2 separate regions of the Sus scrofa genome follow, and region 1 is linked to region 2. Evidence: chromatin contacts called from public Hi-C data. All regions are on one chromosome and are shown on one strand. The core of a region is the stretch at or near the end of the contact, and the rest is flanking DNA. Distances in the headings are between cores, read along the strand shown. Region 1 overlaps ABTB2 (ankyrin repeat and BTB/POZ domain-containing protein 2). Region 2 overlaps ABTB2 (ankyrin repeat and BTB/POZ domain-containing protein 2).

Region 1 (6,178 bases), core at 669-3,168, 110 kb after region 2:
GACTCTCTAATCTAGATGCTCCTTTGCCAGACTGCTGCTGGATTTGTCTGTCAAAATGCACCTATGACCCTGTCACTTAGTTGCTGAAACCCCTTCAGTGAGTCCTCATTGCTGTCAGGACAGAGTCCCGGCCCCTTAGCCTCTGTCCCAGCTACCCCCTCTCCATCCCTCTGAGGGGCTCTGGATTAGGACAAGGGGCAGCCAGCAGAGTCCTGGGGCCAAATCCTACCTGACACTTGTTTTCATATGGCCCTCGAGTCAAAAGTTAGTTTTACATTTTTAAACAGTTGAAAAGGTATGAAAAGAAGACTAGTTTATGAGACATGAAGATGATGTAAAATTCAGATCTGTGCCCCTTTGTTTATCTGTTGTTCAAATGCACACTATGCTGGCAGAGTTGAGTAGTTGCGACAGAGACACGCAAAGCCAAAAATATTTACTCTCTGACCCTTTGCAGGAAGAGTCCGCTAATCCTGGCTTTATAGTGGCTCTAAGCGTGGGTGGAGAGAGGGCAACGATCTCCATCAGCCACCTCCCAGGCTGCCCCAAATAAACACATAGTCTAAGTTTGAATAATGTGCTGACTCTACAAACACAGCTTCGTGACAAGCCCAGGGGCCCCTCCCCAACCTATCACTGTCCCAGAACCTCCCTATACAGGCTCTTCCTCTGCATGGGAACAACCCCTTCGCCAGACTGATAACTATTCATCAGCCACGTCCCTTCCTCCAGGAAGCCTTCCTTGACTACTAGGCCTAGGTAGTCTGGCTTAGAGACCCTCCTGGGCTCCTTGGTCTGACTCCATGTGGCCCTTTGCACATATTATTGACTTGGCTTGTGTACTGTTTGCTCTCCTTCACCAGACTGCAAACATCAAGAGGCTAGATCTGTTATGGCCTGTTCATTTTTCTATCCTCAGAGCATAGCCACTTCTAGCAGAGTATTGGCTCATTAGTTGAAGAAATGAGTGAGTGAGTAAAGAATAAATGACCCTTGCGTGGTGAGCAAAGCATGATTCTTTATCAGCACAGACCTTCAGGAAATAATAGGATAGATTAGTATCGGGTCCATCCCTTCCTCTGGATACTGATAAATACTTTTATATGATATCTGATGGCTTTATCCCAGAGGCACTGGCCCTGGGAATCAGGCCACTTATATGAATATTACAATAGAAGGATATTTACTACATATTTATGAAATGTTTTGCTAAATGCTTGCTTCTTTTAATTCTCAAATAATCCTGTGAATTATGAACTATTATTAGGTCTGTTATACAGATGAAAAAATTGAGGCTCAGAGAGGTTAAGTAACTAGTCCAACATCACACAGCCAATAAGATTGAGCGCTAAGTTTTGAACCTTCTTCCTTCTGACTCATGCTATTAAATCATCTGGAGTGTCTAATAGCCAGAGCCATTTGGAATGGGAAGCAAAGCTGACTGAAGCAGGTTATGTTTGTTAGAAGGACTCTAGCACAGTACATTTCTGACTAATGCACTCATGTTCTATTAATAAATATCTTGGCCTCCTGCCCTGGACCTTGTGATAATTGCCTCTTTTTTTTTTTTTTTTTTTTTTTAACTCCCAAGGAGTGACGTGTGTGTATTACAGGTGCTCGGGCTCATTTACCCTCTCCTTCTGCTGGGTTGACACGTGGAGACTTCTGCTCCCCTCTTTTTCCTGCCAGCAGCACTGCTCTCCCTGGGGATGTAGCTCAGATTTGGCTCCCAGGACAAGCTTTGCCTCCTCTCCCGTCTCCAGACCCACCTGTATTCCCAACCCCCAGCACTGGCAACACTGTCACCTTTTCATGCTTGGTGACACTGGGCTTTGTGGCATGAGGATTTCCCTGGCTCTCGCTGTCCTCAGTGCCAGTATGTTGCAGCCTGACCCTGCCCCCGTACTGGCGGTCCAGGCCACTGCGTGGCTGCGCCGTGATCATGCAGGCTCAACGCAGTGAGTATGCAGTTGGGCTGAGTGTCAGCAGGATGCCACAGGAAGGGTGTCCCCCCAACACCCCCCATGAGGTGGCCCCTGAGTCACCACCATCTGGCCAGGTGAATGGGCTGGCTCTCAGAGGGGCTGATTTGGGAATGAGACCTGCAGATAAAAATCTCACCTCCTGCTTAGGAAATAGGACAGTTTGTGCCTGAATTTCTTTTTTCTTTTTTTCTTTCTTTTTTTTTTTTTTTTTGTCTTTTTAGGGCCACACCCGCAGCAATGGAGTTTCCCAGGCTAGGGGTCCAATTGGAGCTACAGCCACAGCAACTTGGGATCTGAGCCACGTCTGCAACCTACACCACAGCTCATGGCAACGCTGGATCCTTAACCTACTGAGTGAGGCCAGGGATCAAACCCGCAACCTCATGGTTCCTAGTCAGATTCATTTCTGCTGCGCCCTGACGGGAACTTCCTGAATTTCTTTCCCTTGGTGTTTTTTTTTTTTTTTTTTTTTTCTTCTTCTTTTTTTTAAAGTACTGTCTATATAGGAAACAAGTTTTCCTTTTTTTTTTTTTTTTTTTTTTGCCACTGTGAGCTCACAAAAATGTTGTAATAATGATTTTGTTTAGGAGTTCCCATTGTGGTGCAGGGGAAATGAATCCTATTAAAATATGCGTGTTCATTATTTATTCTGTAGGAAAAAAAAGATGTGAAGAATAATAGAGAAAAAAGTCATCTGAAGTTCTCCCGTGCAGAAATAACTATCTTTTATGTTAGATGACCTCCATTCTGAGTTTGTAGGTAGTTAGATCATAGTACTTTTTTTTTAAACATTCCCCTTGTTTTCTTATATAAAAATTTAATGTCATAGTTCTCTTGTGGTGCAGCAGTTTAAGGACCTGGCATTGTCACTGAAGTGCTAGGGTCACTGCTGTGGCACAGGTTTAATCCCTAGCCCAGGAACTTCCATATGCCATGGGCATGGCCAAAAAAATTTTTTTAATTTGAGCTAACTACTTTTCTGTCATTTTTGAAATTATGGATATTCCCATGCTCAGAGGAAACATTTTATCACCCTCTGCTCCAAGTGCATCTCCCCCATCACATCCCGTTTCTTTATAACAATCACTTTTTACTGCACCAGTAAATCATATTCACTTTAAGAAGTTTAGAAAGCACAGTAGTTCTAAACATATTTATAGCCCCAGCATAGAGAGAAGCGCTCTCACCTAGGTGATTATATGCATGAGTTGGGGGAAGGGCTGATATTTTGGGATCAAGACTGGGTTTGTGTTTTGACGGTGTTGCCCTCATACAAAAGGGCCTCGATGTTGCCCTTGGCTCACAGGACCTGGTGTGCTCAACCAGCCTGGGTCAAGGACGGCATTTGACAAAGAACTGTGGTCATGCGGTGGATTTTTTTTAAGAGGCAGCAGTTCTAAGACTCATGCTTCCTGGGTCACTCAAGTTCTTGATGTGTTACATCAATGCTTTGGAGGGCGGCCACCCAGAATCTCTTAAAAAGTTCTCTGAACACCACAGGGGTCTTTTTTCCACTGGAAAAAGCTCAGTGGTCCACGTGTGAGTTCTCTGCCCCACACTCTGCCCGATGTTGTGACTATTGCCGGGTTTTCCAGAGTTCACCTTTAGGTTTAATTTCCTGAAATTGATCTGCTTGGTTACTCAGGCTTTATTTTACTCTCTTGCAAAGGGGGGAAATGGCACTGAACAGGCTTCATTTTGCTGGGTCTTTTTGAACTTCAAAAAAATTAAGCAGCAGTCCACATTCTCTACCAGTTTATTCTTTTACAGACATAATCATCGCTGGGTCTATGATGGAACTGAAGTGAACCTTAATTAAACAAATGACTGAAATGCCAGTAAGCCAGCATTGCAGGTGGAGATTCTGGGTTCACCCCCCACTGCTTTGTTGGGCTATGATTTTATGGTGGCTCCTCTCTGCCTGTCTGAGCCCCCCTGAGAATTGGATGAGCTGGACCTGAGATCAGCAGTGCTGCTGCCAGCTAGAGGGGAAGAGGCACCCCAAGGCCTGCTCACCAAGCACGTCCACCCCTAGCTGGCCCAGGACTGTCAAGGATTCCAAAGAGAGATGAATTCCAGCCCTGGATTCACTGTAAGGTTTGCTTTTCACCATCTTCTTTTTAAAAACAAAACAAAACAAACAAAAAAGACCCATCTTTGTAAAGAGAATTGAGGATGCTGGCAAGGATCATGCTGTATTTCAGCAGCCTTTAATCTCGCACTGGGTCCTCTGGCCCCTGGCTCCCTGGGCCATAGTAAATGTGCCTTACTATTTCACCATTTAATGGTAAGCTCCTGGCCCTCTGGGCCTCTCTTAACCGGAAGACCACCTCCAGCTAGTGGGGTTCTGATAACTTAGAATGAGGTGTTAACCAGAGCGTGATTATGTTTGCTTTTAATTTCCTGACCTTGAAGGAGACAGGGAAAGGGCAGTGCTCATTGGGCTGGTGAGGGGTGAGGGAGGCCTTCTGGGCTTGAATAGCAGAGCCCCGTGTGGGAGGCAGTGTAGACTCCAGGATTGGACGAGCTGGGTCTGAATCCCATCTTGGACATTTTCTACCTTTGTGACCTTTGCCAAGCGACCCAGTCCATCGAAACCTCAGCATCCCTCGTTGGTAAGCAGGGCTAGTGATGGTACTAGCTGATGGCAATGAGACCACCGCTCGGCCTTCACGTGGGTTCCAGTGCTGGTTTATCCAGAGCACTGCTGGGTGTAGGTAGCTCATCTCCGTTCATTGTTAACCCATGGTTGGAACCTGCTTCCCGAACTCAATTTAGACCTCCGCTCTTCTCTCTTCCTGTCTCCCAATATTTGCTCCTAACTTGAACTCTTGGGCCTCATAGTATCCAGTCTCCTCTGTAGTGGGTTCCAGCTGATTTTTTTTTTTTTTTTTTTTTTTTTTGGTCTTTTTGCCTTTTCTTGAGCCACTCCCATGGCATATGGAGGTTCCCAGGCTAGGGGTCGAATCGGAGCCGTAGCTGCCAGCCTACACCACAGTGACAGCAATGCGGGATCTGAGCCATGTTTGCAACCTACACCACAGCTCACGACAACGCCAGATCCATAACCCACGGAGCAAGGCCAGGGATCGAACCCGCAACCTCGTGGTTCCTAGTCAGATTCGTTAGCCACTGAGCCATGATGGGAACTCCTGGGATTACTCTTTTTTGGCATTACCTTTGGCATGCAAAAGTTCCCAGGACAGGGATGGAACTCGAGCCACAGCAGCAACCCAAGGTGCTGCAGTGACAGCACCAGATCCTTAACCTGCTGTGCCATAGAAAAACTCCTCAATTACACTTGATGGATCAGCCTTCATGGATGATAGTTCATCAAGTCTGGCAGATTTCATTCCACGTCTAGGTTTTTCTCCTTATTTCCTTTATCTTCCCCTTGCTCCAGTGTCTTTGGACAAATACCATTCAGTGAAGTAGATTGTGGTTTTTTGTTTTTTGTTTGTTTGTTTGTTTGTTTGTTTGTTTTTAGAATGGACTGTCTTGATACTCCCTCTGAGTCTCTCTGCTTTAACTCTTCAGCACTTTGTTTCAGTATGACTAATAGACAACAACTGGGCATTAAATGTACTATATATAAAATTCCAGGCCAGAGACTGGAAATACTTAAAAAAATAAAATAAAATGGGTTGGGTTATGTGGGCTATTTGGAAACTGTTCAGTGGGGCCATATAATTTTTATTTTCAGAAGCTTATGGAATGAACCCTACCCAAGCTTTCCAGCTCCAACGAAAACTGGCAGGAGATGCCCTGCCAAGTTTCCTCTCAAGGGCAGTAAAAGAGGAGTCCTCTGCATCCTGGGTTTCGTTTTAAAGAAATAGGAGACAGGTGGCGGTAGCCTTTGCTGCCTTAATGAAGGAGCGTCCCTGAGCTGAGTGGCTAGTGAGTCTGGTGGGAACTGCTGGGGGCAGAGTTGGGAGAGGGTGCGAGGCACACAGGCTTGCACAGGTATCTGATCCAACTGTCATCACAGCGCCCTGAAAAGAACATTTGCAAGTTTAGGGAGAGCACTGGGAATGGGTTGTTGAGTTGGGGGACAGTTACCTTATAGTCTTGATGGCATTTGGATGACTGGTCAGAAAAACCAAACTATAGGAGTTCCTATTGTGGCTCAGCAGTAACAAACCTGACTAGTATCCATGAGGATGCAGGTTCAATCCCTGGCCTCGCTCAGTGGG
Region 2 (5,450 bases), core at 2,764-5,263:
AAAGTAGGGATAACTATAGTTACTGTTATAAAGGTGAAATGCAAAAATGTAAGCAAAGCTGCTGACAAGGTGAGTGGGCTCCACTGGCAAAGCAAGAATAGGAGGGAAAATAGGAAGTGAATGAACCTTGGCAATGTAATCAAAAAAGATAAATCAGTCTCAAAAGATTACACAGAGGGAGTTCCCTATGTGATGTGGTGGAAACGAATCCGACTAGTATCCATGAGGATGAGGCCTTGCTCACTGGGTCGGGATTCTGGCATTGCCATGAGATGGGGTGTAGGTCACAGACGAGGCTCGGATCCTGCATTGCTGTGGCTGTGGTGTAGGCTGGCAGCTGCAGCTCCAATTTGACCCATAGCCGGGGAACTTCCATATGCTGTGGGTGCAGGCCTAAAAAGCAAAAAAACAAAAACCATCAAGCATGGTCCAAGTTTTACAAAGTTAAATTTTTTGTTTGTTTGTTTTTTGTTTTGTCTTTTTGCCTTTCCTAGGGCCACTCCCACGGCATATGGAGGTTCCCAGGCTAGGGGTCTAATCGGAGCTGTAGCCGCCGGCCTACACCAGAGCCACAGCAACTCAGGATCTGAGCCTCGTCTGTGACCTACGCCACAGCTCATGGCAACGCCGGATCCTTAACCCACTGAGCAAGGCCACAGGGATCAAACCCGCAACCGCCTGGTTCCTAGTCGGATTCGTTAACCACTGCGTTACGACAGGAACTCCCAAAGTGAAATTTTTTAAGTGTAATGAAGGAGTTCATCACTCCCACACCAAATACTGTAGACAGGAGCAAGTGAGGGATGGTGAACAGAGATGATGGGATGATGCTTGGGTGGGGAGAGGAAAAGGCTTGAACTGGGGGAGGGAGATGGTTGTCAAGGCTCCAGCTTTTGTTTCGGAGGTGAGTTCACATTATGATAACTAAGAGGGGTCATGAAGCAAGGGTGATGATACACCCCGTTTGTGCACCTGAGGCTAAAAAAATTAGGTGGTAACTATTATTGTGATGCCGTGAACCACCTGGACCAGGCCACAGGCCACCATTAATAGCATCTGAGATTGCCTATCATCTGTGCAAATTGCCTTGAGAACCACACTTTTCCACCTCCAGCCACAGTGGCTTCCACATGGGAACATGGAACACTGGGGATGTTTAAGCTGCCTTGTTTCTTAGGTTTGGGGCAGGTCCTGGGCATGAGCTCCTGTGTGTGTCTAAAGCAGCTGGACAAAGACAGGGTTGTTCTGCCCTTGGCCTGCCAGATATAAAGGCTTTCACTGGAATCGCTTGAGGAGCACTGGTGTTGGCCAGGAGGTTTTCTTTCCGAGGGAAGGCAATGTTTGGGTTGGATCTGATGGTGTTTGCCTTGGTATGATCTGAGGCCTCTCTGCTTCCAGTGCCACCACCGAGCATCATGACCTTTGCTTGTGACTTTTTTTTTTTTTTAACTTGTGGCTCCTTCCCTAAAGAAAAGGTCCAGGCCTCTGGGCATAAATGAATGATCCTCGTGTCTTGCCTCTCTCCTCTGAATCTGACAAAGTAGAAGAGGTAAGAGCTTAGATTTTGGAGGTAAGGAGATCTAGTGTGATTTGAGGAAGAGGTATCATATTGTTTTGCTAATTTTCTTTTTTTTGCCATGGTATGCAGCAGCTTGATGTGGGATCTCAGCTCCCAGGCCAGGGATTGAACCTGGGCTGTAGCAGTGAAAGCACTGAATCCTAACCATTAGACCACCAGGGAACTCCCCCCAATTTTATTTTATTTATTATTATTATTATTGTGTTTTTAGGGCCACACCCATGGCATATGGAAGTTCCCAGGCCAGGGGTTGAATCAGAACCACAACTGCTGGCCTATGCCACAGCCACAGCAATGCCAGATCTGAGCATTGTTGTCTGCGACCTATACCACAGCTCAGGATCCTTAACCCACTGAGCGAGGCCAGGGATCAAACCTGCATCCTCATGGATCCTAGTTGGGTTCGTTAACAGCTGAGCCATGAAGGGAACTCTTGCCCCCTAATTTTAAATTGAGGAGCATGAAAGGCAGAATCTGAAGGGTACAATTTGATGAAATCTTACCCAGACATAACACTTGGGTTTAAGTGAATTGTTTTTTTTGGGGGGAGGTTTTTTTGTTTGGTTGGTTCGTTTTTGTTTTTGTTTTGTTTTTGCTTTTTAGGGCCATATGGGAGTTCCTAGGCTAGGGGTCAAGTCGGAGCTACAGCTGCCGGCCTACACCACAGCCATAGATAGCAACACCAGTTCCGAGCTGCGTCTGTGACCTACAGCACAGCTCATGGCAATGCCAGATCCTTAACCCACCAAGCAAGGCCAGGCATTGAACACATATCCTCGTGGATACTAGTCGGATTCATTTCTGCTGTGCCACAAAGGGAACTCCGAAATTGTAGTGCTTGTGCTATTTTAGCTTTAAATTTAGAGAATCAATGAGGCAACATGTGTAAAGCCATTAGTGAAATGTTCGTAAAACAGTTAATAGGCAGGGCTGTTGATGATGGGTTATTGCGGTGGCTGACTCCGTCATCGCCTGCTCCTCCCCCAGGGGCGCAGGTTCTCGCCCTGGGCACTTGCTTCGAGGCTGTGAGTGATGCTCTGTGCCCATCCACACCCTGGGACCTCCACAAACATACTTCTGAGGTCCTTCCCTCTGTGGCTTTTAGGGTTGCGAACTGAAACCAGTTCTTCTCACTTAATAAGGCAAAGGAAATGGGCAGGAAAGCGGAGTCCGGCTGCTTCTGCCTCTTTTTCAAAGAGGGTCTGTTTGCTCTGTTAGCCAGATCAACAGCAGCATTGCTGGAGAGGCTGCACTGAACAGCCTTCCTGGGTGGGGTGGGGTGGGGTGGGTTGGGGGGATCCCAGATGCTAGGCTTTCCCAAGTGCCAGGAGTTGGTTTCAGGAGGTTTCAGGAGTCGTCTCTTCCAGTGCATCCTCAAAAAACAAAACCCTCAAATGACCTTCCCCTGTGATTGCCTGAAATTCTTGAATTATAACTTAATTCCTTAGGTCAAGGGTAGGGGGTGGAGGGAAGCACAAGTGTCCTGGCCTGGGAGGTGAGGAGCCATTGTGTGTGGTGGGGTCATAGTTTAATGATGTCTGATTCCATCTGATCTTCCCCCTGAATGTGTCTGATCACGTCATTTCCTGGGGGCGGGTCTTTACGAAGGAGGAGGTGGAACTGTGCAGTGGGTGGGTGGCTGTGACGACATAGGAGGCAAAGAGCCTGTGCAGGCAGATTCTCTCTATTCACCATATGGTCTGCACGGGACATGCTACACACATTTGCAGAACACCTACGTCATGTCAAGCATTGGGTCCCAATACAGGTGAAAAGTTATGGTCCCTGCCCTTCAGGGTGAAGCTTCCAGCTGGGGGCAAGGGGCAAACACGAACAGGCATTTGTCAGACATCCTGTTCCGGGCTGTCCTTGCAAGACCACGCTCCCTAAGCCCGATGGGGGGCACTGAGTTATCGCGGTCCTGGAGGTGGTGGTGCCATTTGGGTTGAGATCTGAGATAATTGGAAGTTAACCCTCAGACATTTAAACCATTTGACTCACATCAGTGTATGCTTGGGACCTTCAGGAAATGCATGTGTAAGGATAACGTCTGTCTGTTCCATAAATGAGATTCTATTTTTACTAAATTGTTTGACTCTTCTGCTTAGGGTGACACTGTTGGGTTTCCCCCACCCCCCACCCCTGGGCAACCTTGTAAGCCCCTCTCGCCTGGGCCATGGGATTGTGAATCCACGGGTCTTCTGACTCTGCAAAAGATTTTCATTTTCCTGTGAGGTGGGGGAGAGAGGCTGGGTGGGGAGATTCATTTATAAACTGAAGATGTTATTGGTAAGATTTTGTGAGGCAGAGAGTAACCCTGCACAGACCCAGAAGAGAGACTGTTGTGGAAGAAGATACCCACTTGGCCCCGGGTGGCCAGTCCTTGCGAAGGGGGCCCGCACGCCAAATTTCTCCAGTTACCATGGGACCCAGACTGAGACAGGAAATCATGGCAGGATGGGAAAGAGTCCAAAATACACACGGCTGGTATACAGGCTGCAGTTAGAAAAGAGAGTCCGAGCACAATCTATCTATTTTCCTGAACGGGTACTGCAGAATCAACTGCGGTTGTTTTTCCAAGACTCCTTCCATTTTATGGACCTGATTTTCAAGCTTTAATTTTTTCCACATTAAGCAATCCGTAGGTTATTTGAAGTGACCCTTTTGTATGCTCGTGGTGAGCCCTGCTTAGGCTTGTTTTGTGTGTGTGTGTGTCTTTAAAGCGCCCCGACTGAAAAAGACCCAGGGTCCCTTCAGTCTGGGGGGACTTTTCTCTCCACCACCTGGAAGGAACCTCTTTTTGGTTTTACCCCGGGGTCTCTTTCCTGCGAGCAGCCCATTTGAAACCCAGTCCTCACTCATTTTATGGGAGGTGCCAGTGGAAAATAGGAGGGGTCCGCTGTAAGGCAGCCCACCTCGCGGCGGGGTTTCTTGGAAACCCGTGCTGCCAAGTCCGGCAACTGAAGTTTCTCATTCATAAAGAAGCCCGTTTTCATCCTGCCCATGAAGTTGTTAAAAGAAATTGAAAAATCAGGAAGGGGATCTTACTTGTACTTTTGCAGATGGAGCTCTGGAAAAGTTCAGAACGGGCCAGACCGTTCAGAGTGTGGGATCCGTTCCAGGCCTCCAGAGAAACATTTAACAGGTCGCTATTGATCGTGTTTCCGTGAACTGCCCTGATATATTTCTGGGCTACACTGTAGACAAGGTGACAGTTATAGGGGGTGGGGGTGGGTTTGTTCCCCCATCCCCCACTGCCGGCTCTCTCTCCCGCTTTGCTGGATCGGTGCACTTGAGGAGTTGAATTCATTTCATGGAGTGTATTGCCTTTCCCCCACGTTGTGACATGATAACCCCGACCGGTTTAGGGGTGAGGAGAGGTGACGATGATAATCCCTAACAGGGGTACCACGCCTTAGGGTTTTTACGAAGGATTTTCATATTCTTTTTCATTTGATCTCCCAGCTCTAATAGCTGACATTTATTGAGTCTTTACTCTATACCATGTACATGGCTGAACACTTCACAGACTTTATCTTATTTTCTCTTTAACCCTAGTTGATAATCCTGATTATTTTCCATTTTACAGACGAACTGTGGCTCAGAGAGATTAAGCCTCTTACCAGAAAAAAATCTAGTTAGTTGAGGGTGGACTAGGGATTTGAATCCAAATCTTCCTGACTCAAAGCCCATGCTGCTGAGTACCTCTGGTACCCTGGAAAATGGCTCTGCGGTGTCCTCCCTGTGTTAGAAGTGGATGGCTTCATTCTCCTACAGAAGAGACTGAGGGTTTGTTTGAGGTCCCAGGGCCAAACATACCCAGCCAGGAGCAGAAGGCGTGTGTCCTAAGGTCCAGTGCTTTATATTACCC

What was found. Hi-C and Micro-C count contacts between places; a contact is called where the count stands out from the background.
Region 1: a Hi-C map of liver shows a contact between it and region 2, with 10 times the contacts expected there. The contact joins two enhancer-like sites. A contact is called at or near these places in 1 of 5 promoter capture datasets (liver) and 9 of 47 Hi-C or Micro-C datasets (embryonic fibroblasts, epiblast stem cells, fetal liver and 5 more).

What each region holds. Positions count from the first base shown.
Region 1 is chr2:26,715,828-26,722,005 of Sscrofa11.1, forward strand. All of the region lies in intron 1 of ABTB2 (ankyrin repeat and BTB/POZ domain-containing protein 2), which reads left to right. Among named protein-coding and RNA genes, the nearest start is that of NAT10, 110 kb to the right of the region's middle. Within about 2 kb of position 1,919, at least 18 of the 83 cell types and tissues checked have an H3K27ac peak or open chromatin away from gene starts, as enhancers often do. A contact at or near this core is called in fetal liver and liver, where this site is marked.
Region 2 is chr2:26,599,273-26,604,722 of Sscrofa11.1, forward strand. All of the region lies in intron 1 of ABTB2 (ankyrin repeat and BTB/POZ domain-containing protein 2), which reads left to right. Among named protein-coding and RNA genes, the nearest start is that of ABTB2, 22 kb to the left of the region's middle. Within about 2 kb of position 4,014, at least 12 of the 83 cell types and tissues checked have an H3K27ac peak or open chromatin away from gene starts, as enhancers often do. A contact at or near this core is called in fetal liver and liver, where this site is marked.